3 separate regions of the Mus musculus genome follow, and all the other regions are linked to region 1. Evidence: chromatin contacts called from public HiChIP or PLAC-seq data. All regions are on one chromosome and are shown on one strand. The core of a region is the stretch at or near the end of the contact, and the rest is flanking DNA. Distances in the headings are between cores, read along the strand shown. Region 1 overlaps Chmp3 (charged multivesicular body protein 3). Region 2 overlaps Reep1 (receptor accessory protein 1). Region 3 overlaps Reep1 (receptor accessory protein 1).

Evidence for each region. HiChIP or PLAC-seq counts read pairs in DNA pulled down with a chosen protein or histone mark.
Region 2: an H3K27ac HiChIP or PLAC-seq map of T-cell acute lymphoblastic leukemia shows a contact between it and region 1, with 3 times the contacts expected there. The contact joins two enhancer-like sites. A contact is called at or near these places in 2 of 115 datasets of contacts at active chromatin or transcription factors (T-cell acute lymphoblastic leukemia and embryonic stem cells) and 1 of 9 other capture datasets (embryonic stem cells).
Region 3: a contact with region 1 is called in an H3K27ac HiChIP or PLAC-seq map of T-cell acute lymphoblastic leukemia, with 2.1 times the contacts expected there. The contact joins two enhancer-like sites. A contact is called at or near these places in 1 of 484 Hi-C or Micro-C datasets (nephron progenitors), 3 of 115 datasets of contacts at active chromatin or transcription factors (T-cell acute lymphoblastic leukemia and embryonic stem cells) and 2 of 9 other capture datasets (adipose tissue and embryonic stem cells).

What each region holds. Positions count from the first base shown.
Region 1 is chr6:71,561,988-71,566,282 of GRCm38.p6, reverse strand. The region is part of intron 3 of Chmp3 (charged multivesicular body protein 3); the gene reads right to left. Among named protein-coding and RNA genes, the nearest start is that of Chmp3, 20 kb to the right of the region's middle. Within about 2 kb of position 1,457, at least 7 of the 459 cell types and tissues checked have an H3K27ac peak or open chromatin away from gene starts, as enhancers often do. A contact at or near this core is called in T-cell acute lymphoblastic leukemia, where this site is marked.
Region 2 is chr6:71,755,954-71,760,753 of GRCm38.p6, reverse strand. Reep1 (receptor accessory protein 1) reads right to left here. Exons shown (of 7, transcript NM_178608.4): 2 at 4,318-4,390. Among named protein-coding and RNA genes, the nearest start is that of Reep1, 51 kb to the right of the region's middle. Within about 2 kb of position 3,018, at least 136 of the 459 cell types and tissues checked have an H3K27ac peak or open chromatin away from gene starts, as enhancers often do. A contact at or near this core is called in T-cell acute lymphoblastic leukemia, where this site is marked.
Region 3 is chr6:71,775,861-71,780,868 of GRCm38.p6, reverse strand. Reep1 (receptor accessory protein 1) reads right to left here. Exons shown (of 7, transcript NM_178608.4): 5 at 34-147. Among named protein-coding and RNA genes, the nearest start is that of Mrpl35, 45 kb to the left of the region's middle. Within about 2 kb of position 1,643, at least 15 of the 459 cell types and tissues checked have an H3K27ac peak or open chromatin away from gene starts, as enhancers often do. A contact at or near this core is called in T-cell acute lymphoblastic leukemia, where this site is marked.

The DNA.
Region 1 (4,295 bases), core at 208-2,707:
TTCTGATGTTTACAAATATATACAAATTACAAAATTAATGCAAAACAAATGAAACATCAAAAAGTTCAAAGTCAAACATTAATGACAAAAATTTTATGTGATGAGATGTTTCACTTAAACTATTACTTTAAGTGAGGGTGATATTGTGGTAAACACTGGAGAGCCATGTGTCTACTTAAGGTCTTGTATGTTTTACCACACTTTTTCTCTATTATGACTACTTGCATTCAATGGTAATTACTTGGCATGGCCATTTACACAGTAGGTTTGACTCCATTTTCTTCTTTTTAATTGTTATTGTTTTGAAACAGGATCTTACTATGTAGCCCTAGATGTCCTGGAACTGGCTATGTAGACCAGGTCACCTCCAACTCACTGACATCCACCTCCCTCTGCCTGCTAAGTGCAGAGACTAAAGGTGTGCACCATCATGCCTGGTTGGGACTTGGCTCTCTCCATGTTACACTGCCATGGCTAAATTTGGTACCAAATCAAAAATGCAAATAAGGAAGTTAAAATCTCATGAAAGTAAATGATTTTAACATGACCCATAGACACATATGCCAAGTTTATAAACAATAATGAAAGATGACTTAAAATGTTCTTAATTCTCAAAGAAAAATTACAAGAAAAAGAATATATTCTTTGACTCCTCTGTAAAATCTGCCAGAATGAAAATGGCTGGCCTTACTAGGAATGGTGGTTCATGTCTTTGATTCTAGCACTGGAATGCAGAGGCAGGTGAATCTCTGTGAGTTCAAAGTCAGTCTGGTCTACACAGTCGTTCCAGGATAGGGTAGGATAGGATAGGAAGGAAAAAGAAGAGAAGAGAAAAAGAAAAGGAGAGAAAAAGAAAAGGAGAGGAGGAGGAGGGGGAGGGGGAGAAGGGGGAGAGGAGAGATGGGGAGGGGGAGGGGGAAAGAGAAGAGGGTTGGCTGTGAATTCAATGGCTAGACTCTCTCTACCTCCCAAGTTCTGAGATTACAGGCATTGTGGCAACTTGTCCAACTAACAATTCCTATAAATACTTTCATGTTTGAGAGCATGTTTTGATATGAAAGAAGGTATATATTTAAATTCTAATATAGCCAAAATTACTTTCATGATTTTTGAATCAATTATTAATTACACTAAATGAGTGAGCATAAACCCCGAGTCATCTTTCTTGATCTTGAGTTGGAAAGTCATGTTTCATATGAGTCTACTGTAGGCTGCTATATAGGTATGTGATGGATGCTGGAGGACAACTTTTTGGAGTCAGCTGTTTCCTTCCACCATGTGGGTCCTGGGGATCAAATCTGGGTTGTCAGGCTTGGCAGCAAGCATCTTCATCTGCTGAGAGCCATCTCACCAGCCCCCAGAAACCTATGCCCTTGGACAGAAATGTGATTATATCATTCAAAGCATATCCGGGGGCTAGGGATGTAGCTCCATTGATGTGGTACTTGCTGAGGATGCAGAAAACCCTTGTTCAACTCCCAGCTTCACATAAAGCCAGGTGCACAGACACATGTTTTGTGACCTTAGTACTTAAGGAAAAGCAGAGACAGGAGGAACAGAGGTAAATGTCATCTTCCCCATAAGGAGTTCAAGGCCAGCTTGGGCTACATGAGCTCCTGTGACCAACAGCACAGCCTGAACTTCTTTTTTTTTTTTTTTTGGTTTTTCGAGACAGGGTTTCTCTTTATAGCTCTGGCTGTCCTGGAGCTCACTTTGTAGACCAGGCTGGCCTCGAACTCAGAAATCCGCCTGCCTCTGCCTCCTGAGTGCTGGGATTAAAGGAGTGCAACACCACACCCGGCACCAGCCTGAACTTCTTATTGGGACTGAAAACCTCTTTACACATCCAGTTCCTCTCCTTTGTCTTGGTGTAATTTTTAGATGGTTTTCAAAAGGCTTTTTTTGGATTGTACTATCAGCTTTTGGATTACAATTGCTAGTCACTTTTTCTTTTGACTTTGTAGCAATAATTTTTATTTTGTTCAGAAACTTTAAACATTTTGTGCTGCATTTATAACTTTTCTTTTATAAGATTTTATATTTGACTCTAAAAACATTTTTTTCATTTCATCTTCTTATAAATGTTAAATATATTTTCTTCTAGTGCTTTTGTGAATTTATTTTTATCTTCAATATTTGGTTCATTTAGAAATTACTTTTTAGGGGGCTGGTGAGATGGCTCAGTGGGTTAGAGCACCCGACTGCTCTTCCGAAGGTGCAGAGTTCAAATCCCAGCAACCACATGGTGGCTCACAACCATCCGTAACGAGATCTGACCCCCTCTTCTGGAGTGTCTGAAGACAGCTACAATGTACTTACATATAATAAATAAATAAATTAAAAAAAAAAAAAGAATTCTGAAAAAAAAAAAAAAAAAGAAATTACTTTTTAAAAAACATATAGATTCCTAAAGCAGATTTAAATGCAGAATGTAGCTTCCTAATTTTCTTACTCAAAATTCAAAGTAAAAAGGTATATGCTATTTCTGAATATGAGAGCCTCTTAGCTGCCTAAATATTAGAAATTCTAGGATGACAACACTTTATGTGTACAGTAGGCAAAATACACTTGAAAACAAGAAGCAAATATACTGAACTGAATGAAGAAAGAAAAAAAAAGAGGTAGTTAAGGAGACAGGAAAATCATGGGTTCCAGGCCAGTGTAAGGTATACAATAAGACCCTGTCTCAAAAACAACCATCATTGGGACTGGAGAAATGGCTCAGCAGTTAAGATCACTGATTGCTCTTTCAAAGTTCAATTCCCAGCAACCATATGGTAACTCACAACCATCTGCAATGGGATTTGATGCCTTCTTCTGGTGTGTCTCAAGACAGCTATAATGTAATTTATATATATATATATATATATATATGTATATATATATATATATATATATATATATATATACACACGCACACACACACATACATACACACACACATACATACACACACATATACACACACATATATACACACACATACATATATATACACACATATATATACACACACACATATATATATACATACATACATATATATAAAATAAATCTTAAAAAACAAAAACAAAACAACCATCATTAACAAGACCCCCTCCCCAATTAAGCCTAATGCAATTTGACCTAAGTCAAAGAGACCAAAAAGGAAAAGTACTATTCAAGACTTTAGCCTTTAGTTAATACAGGCATATCACACTATTGCTGAGAAATCTTACAAATACCTAAAAACAATAAGCAGATAATGTATATAAGAAGCAATTACAATAAAAATAGGCAGTGAAGGTATCTGAGCCCAGGTGACTTATGTAAGCCTCACCTGGAAACAGAGTTAGTACAAACATTTAGACCTAGACACCCGGTAGGTAAGGGATCTAAATTACGATATCATATAGTCTGCATGTCCTGAGGGACTTTCTGAAATTCAGGAGTTCTAAGATCAAAACTGGGAGATAGTAAAGAGAAAGAAAAAGGAAAGAAAAAAAAGGCCATAAAAACTAGCTGGAAAAAATGAACTAATAAATAGAGCTCGAGATGGTTCAATGGTTAAGAACATCTGCTGCTCTTGCAAAGGATACCACTTGTAACTCTAACTCCAAGGGGGATCAGACACCCTCTTCTGGCCTTTGCCAGCACCCACAAGCATGTATATAGACATACAGATAAATAAAAATTTAAAAAAAGGGGGCTGGAGATACGGCTCAGTGGTTAAGAGTACTGGCTGCAATTGTAGAAGACCTGGGTTTGATTCTCAGTACCCACACATCAGCTAGCAGTCAGTCGTATAGAATTCCAGTTCCACTGGATACGATGTCCTCTTCTGCAGGTACTCCACACATATACTACACAGACATACATGCAGGCAAAACATTCATATACAGAAAGGAAAGCTAAATAAGATTTAAAAAATTAAATAATAAAAGTATCCAAAAAGTGAACTAATGAATCAAGGATTTTGCTCCACATTTAATATTCAAAGTACATATAGGAAACAACCACACACAACAGAGAAACAGTCACTAGCATTTGAACCTACTTATGGATGTGTTCTTCACAGGTATTACGTGACACTCCTTTCTAAGCTAGAGATAGAGCCATGGGTTAGACAGACAAGGTGTCTGGCTCTAGTTGGACACAGTGTATGCATTAAGAATACAGCAATGTGAGACATGGTGGCCCACGTCTTTAATTCCAGCATTCAGGAAGCAGAGGCAAATGAATCTTTTTGAGTTCTGTGCCAACTAGGGCTACATATTGAGACTCAAAACAAACAAACAAACAAACAAGCAAACAAA
Region 2 (4,800 bases), core at 1,769-4,268, 190 kb before region 1:
TTCAAATTATCCTGGTGCTTCAGGTATCCTTCATAGGTCAGAGAGAACCTCTCAGTCAAAGTGTTGTTTCTATAAGGATGTGAATAATTTATTCCCTGGGAGGCACACCCGAACTTTCACTTATTCCTGCCCAAAGACTATGTTTAATATTAGTGGACATATTAATTATATTTAATTAATAGTACTTAATTATACTAATTAATAATAATTAATTTGTGAAATATTAATTCCAACAGTTTCAGTCTTGAGAAAGGGTCTCACTCAATATTAGTGGCTCCCCGAGGATGGTGACCACTACATAGCCAATAGGAATTAACAGAGTTATTCAGGACACTGGGATAGGAAGGTCAACAACTGTAATTGCACGCATCCTTAAAAAGGAATTCTTCCCAGTGATGTCAGAGGGAGCCATGCCTGTGGAAGACTGCTCAGAGATGCAAAACCACTGGCTCCAAAGAATGAGGAAGCGGTGTGTGCTGGCGAGCAGCTGCCACCTGGAGCCACAGACCAGGCAGAGACACTCTTTCCTTCAGAGACTGCAAAGAGAAACAGCCTTGCCTGTCACTTCAGCAATGGAATCTAATAATGTATGCTGTTCTATGCTGGGAAGTTCATGGTAACTTGTTACAGTGACAATAAGCTAATCCGATACTTTGTACGAAATTTAGAATAATAACGAAAGAATATAAAAATGAGAGTATAGCCAAAAGGAGTTATTCAGCGTTATAAATATTAGTAGACACAAGGGTGTTATTGTTACAGTCTTCAAATTTTGCATCATCCTGAGCTAAAGAGAGAGCTCAGCCATTGAGAGTACTGGCTCTTCTTCCAGAGGACCTGGGTTCAATTCCCATAAATTACATGGTGGCTCACAACCATCTGTAACTCCAGTCCCAGGGGATTTGATGCCCTTTTCTGGCTACTGAGGGCACTGCGGGCACATGGTACACTAGGACAAGCAGGCAAAACATCCATACCCATAAAATAAAATAAAATAAAATAAAATAAAATAGCATTATTCAATAACCTATGTTTTTGTACATATTTTATAAATTATAGATAATGAATATAATTTCGGGTATAACCAATTTAAAAACAATAAATAAATATGTTTAAAAGCTAGTTCAAGAGACCACTGACTCTTCTCAGGGAAAATGATCTGAAGCAGACCCCAGGGAGCGGCTGTAGAGAACGACAGGAGATCTGCGTTGGGAGATGACATGGCCCTGAGGATGATGGGCACAGTCACCAACTGGGCATGAGAAGTGATGCAGCTGGATAGTGAAGGAGAGGCTGGAGTCCCGGGAAAGTTCCAGGTCGTCTCCTGTACAAATGGGGTTATGAGGTGCCACAGCTGAGAATCATATGGAAGAAAATCTTCATCAAGAAATTCAAGAGATCGAAATAGACTAGATTTCAGGGCTGCACTGAGGGTGGGTGGGGTTGGGAACAGGGTGTTGGGGGGCAGAAAATATTTAGAGAAATGACTGGAATTGGGGGGCATTTCAATGGCAAGGTGGAAACCCAGTGCAATGGAAACCCCGTGGGCTCTCCGAGAATAATCCTTGCAAAGACTCCTAGTAATGAAGGACAGGGGGCCTGAACCAGCCATCTTCTGTAACCAGGCAAGGCCTCAAGTGGAGGGATTGGGACACCAACCCAGCCACAAGACCTTCAACCTATAGCTTGTCCTGCCTGCAGCGTGTTCTGGGACCAGAGCCTAACAAAACAAACATCAAAGAGTCCGGAGAGAGTTCATCCAGCAACTGATGGGGACAGGTGCAGAGTCCTACAGCCAACCATTGGGCAGCCCAGGGAGCCCTGCAGAGGAGCAGGAGGAAGGATCAGAGGAGCCAGACGGGTCAGGGACACACAGCCCACAGAATCAACTGACTGGGACTCATGGGAACTTAAGAGAGCAGGGAACCTGTATGGGTCTGACCTAGGTCCTCTACTTATGTGCTACGGATGTGTTTTTTTGTGGGAATCTTAACATTGGGAGCAGGGGCTGTTCCTGACTCTTTTGTCAACTCCTTTCCTCCTGCTGGGTTGCCTTGTCCAGCCTTGATGATGGTACATGCCGGGCCTCACTGTTGCTGGGTCTTACTGTAGCTTGTTATCCAGTGTTTGGTTGATGTCCCTGGGAGGCCTGCCTGGTCTTTTCTGAGGGGAGGTGGAAGGGGGTTGATCATGGAGAAAGGGGAAGGTGGGTGGGGGGGGGGGGAGAGAAACTGCAGGCAGGGTGTAATATATGAGAGAAGAATAAAAAAGAAAGAAAAAAAGAAAAATAATTCCCTAGATCAAATTGACCTGTGGCCATGCCTATGAGAGACTGTCTTGATTGTTAATTGATATGGGAGGGATCTGCCCACTGTGGGCAGCGCCAATCCCTGGGCAGGTGGTACTAGGTGGTATAAGGAAGTTAGCTGACCATGAGCCCAAGTGAGCCATCAAAACAGCATTTGCCATGGTTCTGCTAGACTTCCTTGGCTGTGAGTGAATTTCTATGTTAGAGGCACTCCTGCATGACTAGCAAGCAGCCTGCCTTTAAGATCCTGCTTGAGTTCTTGCCCTTGCTTCTCTCAGTGATGGAGATCATCAGTGATGGAGTCATCTAGACGTTTAAGCCAACTTCTTTTCTTCCCCAAAGTTGCTTTTGGTCAAAGTGTTTCCTTATTTAAAGTTTTAAGATTTCTTTTTATTTTTTTAATTCCTGTCTGTCTGTCTGTGTCTCTGTGCCTTGCTCTCTCTCTCTGCGTGTGAGTGTGTGTGTGTGTGTGTGTGTGTGCGTGAGTGTGTAGTAATGTGTGTTTAGGTGCTTTCAGAGAGCAGAAAAGGGCATCAGATGCCCTAGAATTGGAGTAACAGGTGTTGAGAGCCACTTAATTCAGGTCCTCTGGAAAAACAGCAAGTGCTCTTACCACTGAACCATCTCTCCAGCCCCTAGTCCGAGCATTTCATCACAGCAACAGAAATAAAATCAAACAGACCACAAGAAGGAAACATGAACCGTGTGAGTGCACATGTGATATGGCACTGAGCATGCTAGAGTGGGGGCTTTGAGAGTACGCACTGAACATATGTGACAGTGTGCGTGTGTGAGGGGCAGCAGGAGGAGGCAAGTCTCCCCTGATTCTCCTCAGCTCCCATCTCCCAAAGCCAGTTTTACCCAGAAACCTTCTAACCTTAACTGCCAAGCTCCCCCATGGGGAAGTGTGCACACCCCAGCCAACAGACAGCTGTTCTACTTGTCAGTTAGGTCTCACTCAAAATGAATGAGCTGCCACTCTGGCCATACACCAGGCTCCTGTGAGCTGAGTCAGCACAGAACGATTTACCAGGGTTTGATCTCGCCCAGCTGCCTGCGAGCAAGCGTGCTCAGCCCCTGCCCTGGAGCGGATCAGCCTTGAATTACAGAGACCTCAGTAAGGCCTCCCTCCCAGGCCCAGCTGCTGAGTACCACAGGTGGGGAGGGCTCGGGAGGGGGAAGCACTGGAAGAAGAAGCTGCCTATTGCTTTAGCCTGGGCTGTGTCAGTTGAGAACTGGGAGCCTCTGTGTTTGCAGCTTTTTGGCTATTTATAGCATGGGCACAGGGCTGTCCTCACACATACCAGGGATGGGCCTCCAGAAGTCACCCACTCTGGGTCCCCTGTTAGGAGCAGCTGAAGTAAGTGGTTCTGGGAACAGGGAGCAAGGGGGCTGGGCTTTGGTTGCAGCTGAACTGGAGGTGTTCATCATAAAGACTTCTTGGGAAATCCACGAAAATAATGACTTTCAAGCTAGCTCTGAATTAATCCATTCATACTTTAAAAGATTTTGCTTTTCCATTGCCATGGGCTCAGCTCTCTGCCAAGTGCTGCAGAGAGCTGATTAGGAACACCCCCACCCTCAAAGAGCTGACACGTCAACCAGGCTAAAACTGGTGTCGGAGGACAGACTGGAAGCGGGTCAGAACCAGCGAGCCAGGTAATAACCCAGGTCACATGGCTTCTCAAACCTGTGTGCCGTCTCTGGGGGAAGAAGGTGGTCTGTGGTCTGTGGTCTGCAGTTCCCCGGGTGAGGGAACTGGCCAGAGAGATGAAGTCACCATGGCACCTGACCCCGAGTCCCAGATTCAGTTTCTCCTTACAGTTCGCTGCTTTCCTCACTTTGATACTTAGGGTCTGGACAGGGGACAGCTTTGGATGGGGACAGGACTTCTGAGGAGTCACATGAGAAGGGTGATAGGTTCCCTTCTGCCACAGACCCAGACTAAGGGACAAGTTCCTCCACCATTCACGCTGAGCCACCCGCCCCCAGTGAGCGGCTTCACTTACATATTCTTTAATGTCCTTGGACTTCACAGCCTTGTATGAATAATATGCAGGATAAAGGGTGCCAAATATAAGCCTGCAGAGACGAGACAAAGGAAAAAGAGAGACATGATTTTCACCCATCCTGCTTGATGGAAATCATAAAACATCATATCCAGGGAACCATTCAAGCCAGGGAAATAACTCCCCTGAAGGTTTCCCGTTCACTGCTACATAATTCTTAGAAACACCTTTTCCTGAGACAGCCACCCACACACTTCCTTCTATCTTGGCTTGGGCAATATGGAAGGGCGACCAAGAATTATGGAGGTTAAGACAGGAGGAGACAGCAGCTAAGGCTCTGTGGAAGGATGGCTTCCTCTCCTGATGTTGATCTCCACCAGCAGATGCTGGAAGCCTAGGATCATTGAATTTGGCCTCAGCATCTTGCAGCCAGCATAAGCTTTCATATTCACAAATCTAACCAGGTCCACATCTCCTCCCATC
Region 3 (5,008 bases), core at 394-2,893, 210 kb before region 1:
AGCCACGGGAGCCAGGACCCTGTGGTACTATACCTTGGAGGCAGCCATCACAGCTGCAGTGGCTGCCACATTCAAGCCCCGCTTCCCAAAGTGCACAAGGGCGTCATAGCTTCGATCTTTTGCTTGGACCAGGCAGTCATCGATTTCCTGTCGGAGAAGAAGCAGAGGCGCACTGAGTTGGCAAGTTCAAATACTTCTCTTCTCCTCCTCTCTTCCCAAGCACTGGGCTTGGCAGCTTGCCTGGTGGGTGACTCTCACTGGCCTGAAACACCATAGACATTTTGAATATATGTTCATAGATAGGAGGGTGGAGGAAGATGGGTTAGCTATTGCCAAGTGCGAAGGGGAATTCTGAATAAGTAAGCATCCAATAATAACTCACTGACCTAAGTCCTGGGTTATCTCTAAAGGTCCTCTCAGTCCTAGGGATGCAGACAATCCTGCTTTTCCCCGAGAAGCTGCTCCACAAGACAGACAGCATCCAGCATGCTGGGATACCGAGAACAAAGCTTCAAGCTCTGACCTCAGCTAATCGGTGGCAAAACTTGGGGGTTTATTTTGTTTGGGTTTGTTCTATTTTTAAGATTTATATTATGTTTAACAGTGTTTTGTCTGCATGTATGTAGGTGCACCGTGTGCATGCAGTGCCTGTGGATAGCAAAGAGGGAGTCTGATTCCCTGGAACTATAGTTACAGTTGGTTATGAGTGCTAGAAACAGAACCCAGGTCCTCTGGAAGAGCAGCCAGTGATCTTAACTGCTGAGCCATCTTGCTGTGAGTTGTCCTGATGCTGTTCGTATTCTGATGTTAATTCTGCAGGTGATCTCATTGTCCCCATTTTATGTGGTTAATAAAGGCTAGAGCCTGTGATTGGGCAGTGGAGGGGAAAGGTGGAAGTGTGAGAGTGGGGGCAGAGGGAGAAGGAAAGAGGACGAGAAGGGAAGGAGGAGGAGAGAGGAGGAGGAAGCCATGATAGAGCAGAACCAGGTGGCCAGGAGAAACCACAAGTGGCAAGGGGTCTTATAGCTGGGGAATAAGTTAGTATGTTATATCTGCCCAATCTAGGTTTATGACTTATAATTATAATAACTGGATTGCATGTTTTTTATATGGGCTTATTGGGGTTGGAAATTCCAGCAATACATCTCTCCAGACCCTCTTAACAGTTTTCTCTTCTAGAAACAGACAGTAATGATGGCACTTCACTTGCGGTGCATGGCGAGGGTTAACAAGGTGAGCACCTTGGCTACCACACATGACAGTCTCCATCATCTTCATCTTCAAGACAGATGATGGAAACCTTGCAATTTTCTCATTCTGGTATTCTGAGATACTGCCCCATGTGAGCAATGATAGGAGGAATTGGGTAAAGAAAGAAACAGGCATTATTTTGGTGGAGAAGGGACATAAGTTTAACAGATGCTGAAATAAAGGAAATTAAAGTCTTCCAGTGTAGCAAGATGGGAAACAGCACGGAGGTCTCCTGACCAAAGCGAGGTGCAATACTGCAAATTCAGCTTGGGTCTGGATCAACTCTACTGTTTACTTCTTTGTTTTACACCTTTCGTTGTCCTGAGAAGGTGGGTGTATGGTAGTCACAGTGGTTCGTTTAACAGTTCAGTAAGACTTGTGGCCTCAGTCTTGTTTGAAGCTCTGCTCCCATAGTGAGTTTCCTTTGCTTTGAGGTCTGGGGTTGGGGCGGGGGGTTGGGGTTGGGGGGCTCAGGCAGCCCCAGCTGCTATCCCTCTTCACAGCCTCCCCAGGAGGGCCCAGGCTCTGTGATCCAGCAGACTAAGGAGTGATTCTTGGCAGCTCTTAAGACACCACTTTCCCTCCAGTGGACAGGATACAGCTTCAAAGAAGACAACATTTGGGGAGAAGGAGATGAGCAAGTGAAGAGGTATCTAGATCTCTAACCCCCACCTTTCTGAGGTGGAGGGGGGGCAGCTGTGGGCTTGGTTCCAAAGGTGCTGTTGAGGGCTGGCCAGAAGTCCAAAGCATTGAACTTCAGAAAGTACAGACACTAGTGAACCAGCAGGAGCTAACTCTGTGTTTGTTCATTTCTTGGTGTTGTGAGAGATTCCTGACAAACTCAGGAAAGAGTGTTTTTCCTCCTTGGTGGTTTGAGATGGTGTAGTCCACCATGTTGGGCAAGACACGTTGGTGGGAGCTGCTCAAAGTCATAGTGGTAGGAACATGTGGCCACTATTTCTTATATGGCACAACCAGGAAATAGAGGTCTCAGTATATGAGGACCAGAGGCAAATATAAACTTGAATTCCTGCCCCACAACCCACATTTGCCCCTTAGGCCCCATGTTTAAAAGATTTCACAGCCTCCCAACACAGCACTACAAACTCTTCAAACCCAAGAGACTGGAGGCAGAGAAGTTCCTATTCAAAACGTAACAGGTACCTATTTTATTTTAAAGAATTCTACTACACAATTAGGTTAGAAAAATAATGCAATTAATGAAGTATATACTGCTAGGATCATTTAGCCCGGTAATCCCACTCTTGGGAATTCATTAAGACAAAAGAAGGATCTGAATGAGTGGTAGTGCTCAGGGCAGAGTTGCCTGTAACAAGAACATTGGAACAATCTCAGTATTTAGTAGAAGAAAACAGTTCTGTTGCTCTGAGTCACTAGGCCATGACTCATTCCTATTCGTTTATGTGGTACGTGTGCTGTATGCTCGTGTCTGTGGGGTGTGTATGCACTCATGTGTGCACATTGCGTGTCTCCTCTACTGCTCTCTACTAAAATAAATATTTTAAATGTACAGTTATTTAGGTGTGTGTATACAGCCTTGGTGCATGAATATTACCTGCAAGAGTCAGTTCTCTTTCTCTCCCATCTGGGTTCTGGGGCTCAAACTCAGGTTTTCAGGTTTGGTGGCGAGCATATGTATCCTGTGCACCATTTAGCTGGCCTTCTACCTTAGCTTTTGAGGCAAGGTCTCTCATTGAACCTGGAGCTCACCATGTTGGCTAGCCCAGCCGACACTGAGCCCCTGGCATCTGTTTGTGTCTACCACCCCTCCCCACTTCCCACCCTGCCTGTCTACATGCTGCTGGGCTTATAAACACAGCTCCTCATGCTTGCACAACACTGAGCCATCTTCTTGAATGCAACTATTTTATTTATATTAAGAATGTATTTATTTACCTAGAGATAGGATTTCAAGTAACTCAGGCTGGCCTGGAAGACAACTTAGGATGTCCTTTGAACTTTTGCCTCCACCTTCTAAGTGCTGGGATTGCAGGTGTGTGCCACCGTGCCTGGTTCTAGACAGTACTGGATGTTAAACCCCTGGCTCTGTGATGCTAAGCAAGCATTCCACTAGCCGAGCTACCTTCCCAGTCCTCTATGCTGAGTTTTTGTTTCTCTGTTTCTCTGAGATGGGCTCTTCTTTTATTTATATTATATATCTGAGTGTTCTGTCTTCATGCACACCAGAAGAAGAAATCAGATTCTGTTACAGATGGCTGTTAGCCACAATGTGGTTGCTGGGAATTGAACTCAGGACCTTTGGAAGGGCAGCCAATGCTCTCAAGCACTGAGCCATCTCTTCAGCACAAGACCAACTCGTCTTATGCTAGCTGCACTGCTCTGGAAGTCCTTAGCTCTGTAAATTTCCCTCTCTTGTTCTTACCAAGGTCTGGGACTGCATGCCTGTGTACCACTGTTCTCAGGCTAAATTTGACAACTATTGAAAAAAGAGTCTATATAAAGTGGTTAACAGTACATGTAGAGATCTTATTATCTGCAGAATGACTGGGGCTAAATGTGATTTTTTAAAAAAAAAGATTGTTTTGATAGTTAATTAATTAATTAATTTTAATTTTAATTTTTTTGGTTTTTCAAGACAGGGTTTCTCTGTATAGCCCTGGCTGTCCTGGAACTCACTTTGTAGACCAGGCTGGCCTCGAACTCAGAAATCCGCCTGCCTCTGCCTCCCTAGTACTGGGATTAAAGGTGTGCACCACCACTCCCGGCTTAATTAATTTGTTTTTTGAGTCAAGGGCCTGGATGACCCTGGGTGGCCTGAGACTCACTATTTAGACCATTCTTGTCAGTCTTTGATGTGTGTCAGGAAGTCCACCTGCTTCCTCCTTCTGAGTATTAGAACTGGAGATATGTAATCTTTGAGGAGTTAGACTGCTAATCTTTTTATCTTTTTCTAGTTTGTGAAAAGTTTTATCAATAATGACAGACAACATTTTTATATAATTTTACCACTTTTACGGAGACAGGCTCTTATTTTGTGGCTCAAACTTGTAATCTTCTTGCCTTAGCATCTTGAGAGGTAGGATTATAGGTGTGAGCCACCATGACCAGCCACTATATCTAAACATGTGCAAATATACACTTTTCCCCCCTGAGATACAGTTTCTTTGTGTAGCCCTGACTGTCCTGGAACTCTCTCTATATAGATCAGGCTGGCCTCAGACTCAGAGATCTGCCTGCCTCTGCCTCGCAAGTGCTGGGATTAAAGGCGTGTAAAACCACCGCCTGGCTAAATATACACTTAGAAAAAAACAACAACAAAAAACCAAAGTGATTACTTTCATATTTCCTTGTCAACAATGTTGTCATCACTGTATTAAGAATTCAATTTATGGGCTGGATATATAGCGGTAGAATATTTACCTAACATTCATGAGGCCCTGGGCTCAATCTTGAGTACCACAATGAGGAAGAAATGTTACTGACTGTGTGTATGTGTGTGTTAGATGTGTGTGTATATTCATGTGGTTTTGCATGTGAGTGTACATGTGGATGACATGATTGTGGAAGCCATATCTTTATTTCTCCACCTTCTTTTCTTTTTAAGACAGTCTTTACTGAAGTTTGAAACTCAGTAGACTAGCCACAGAGAGCCACAGATGTGGCTAGACTATCTGTACAGGGAGTTCCAGGGAGCTGCCTGTCTCTGTTCCTCCCCTGTCCCAGCACTGCGGTTACAGGCACTCACTGCCAAGCCTGTTTCTCCACGTGGATCTTC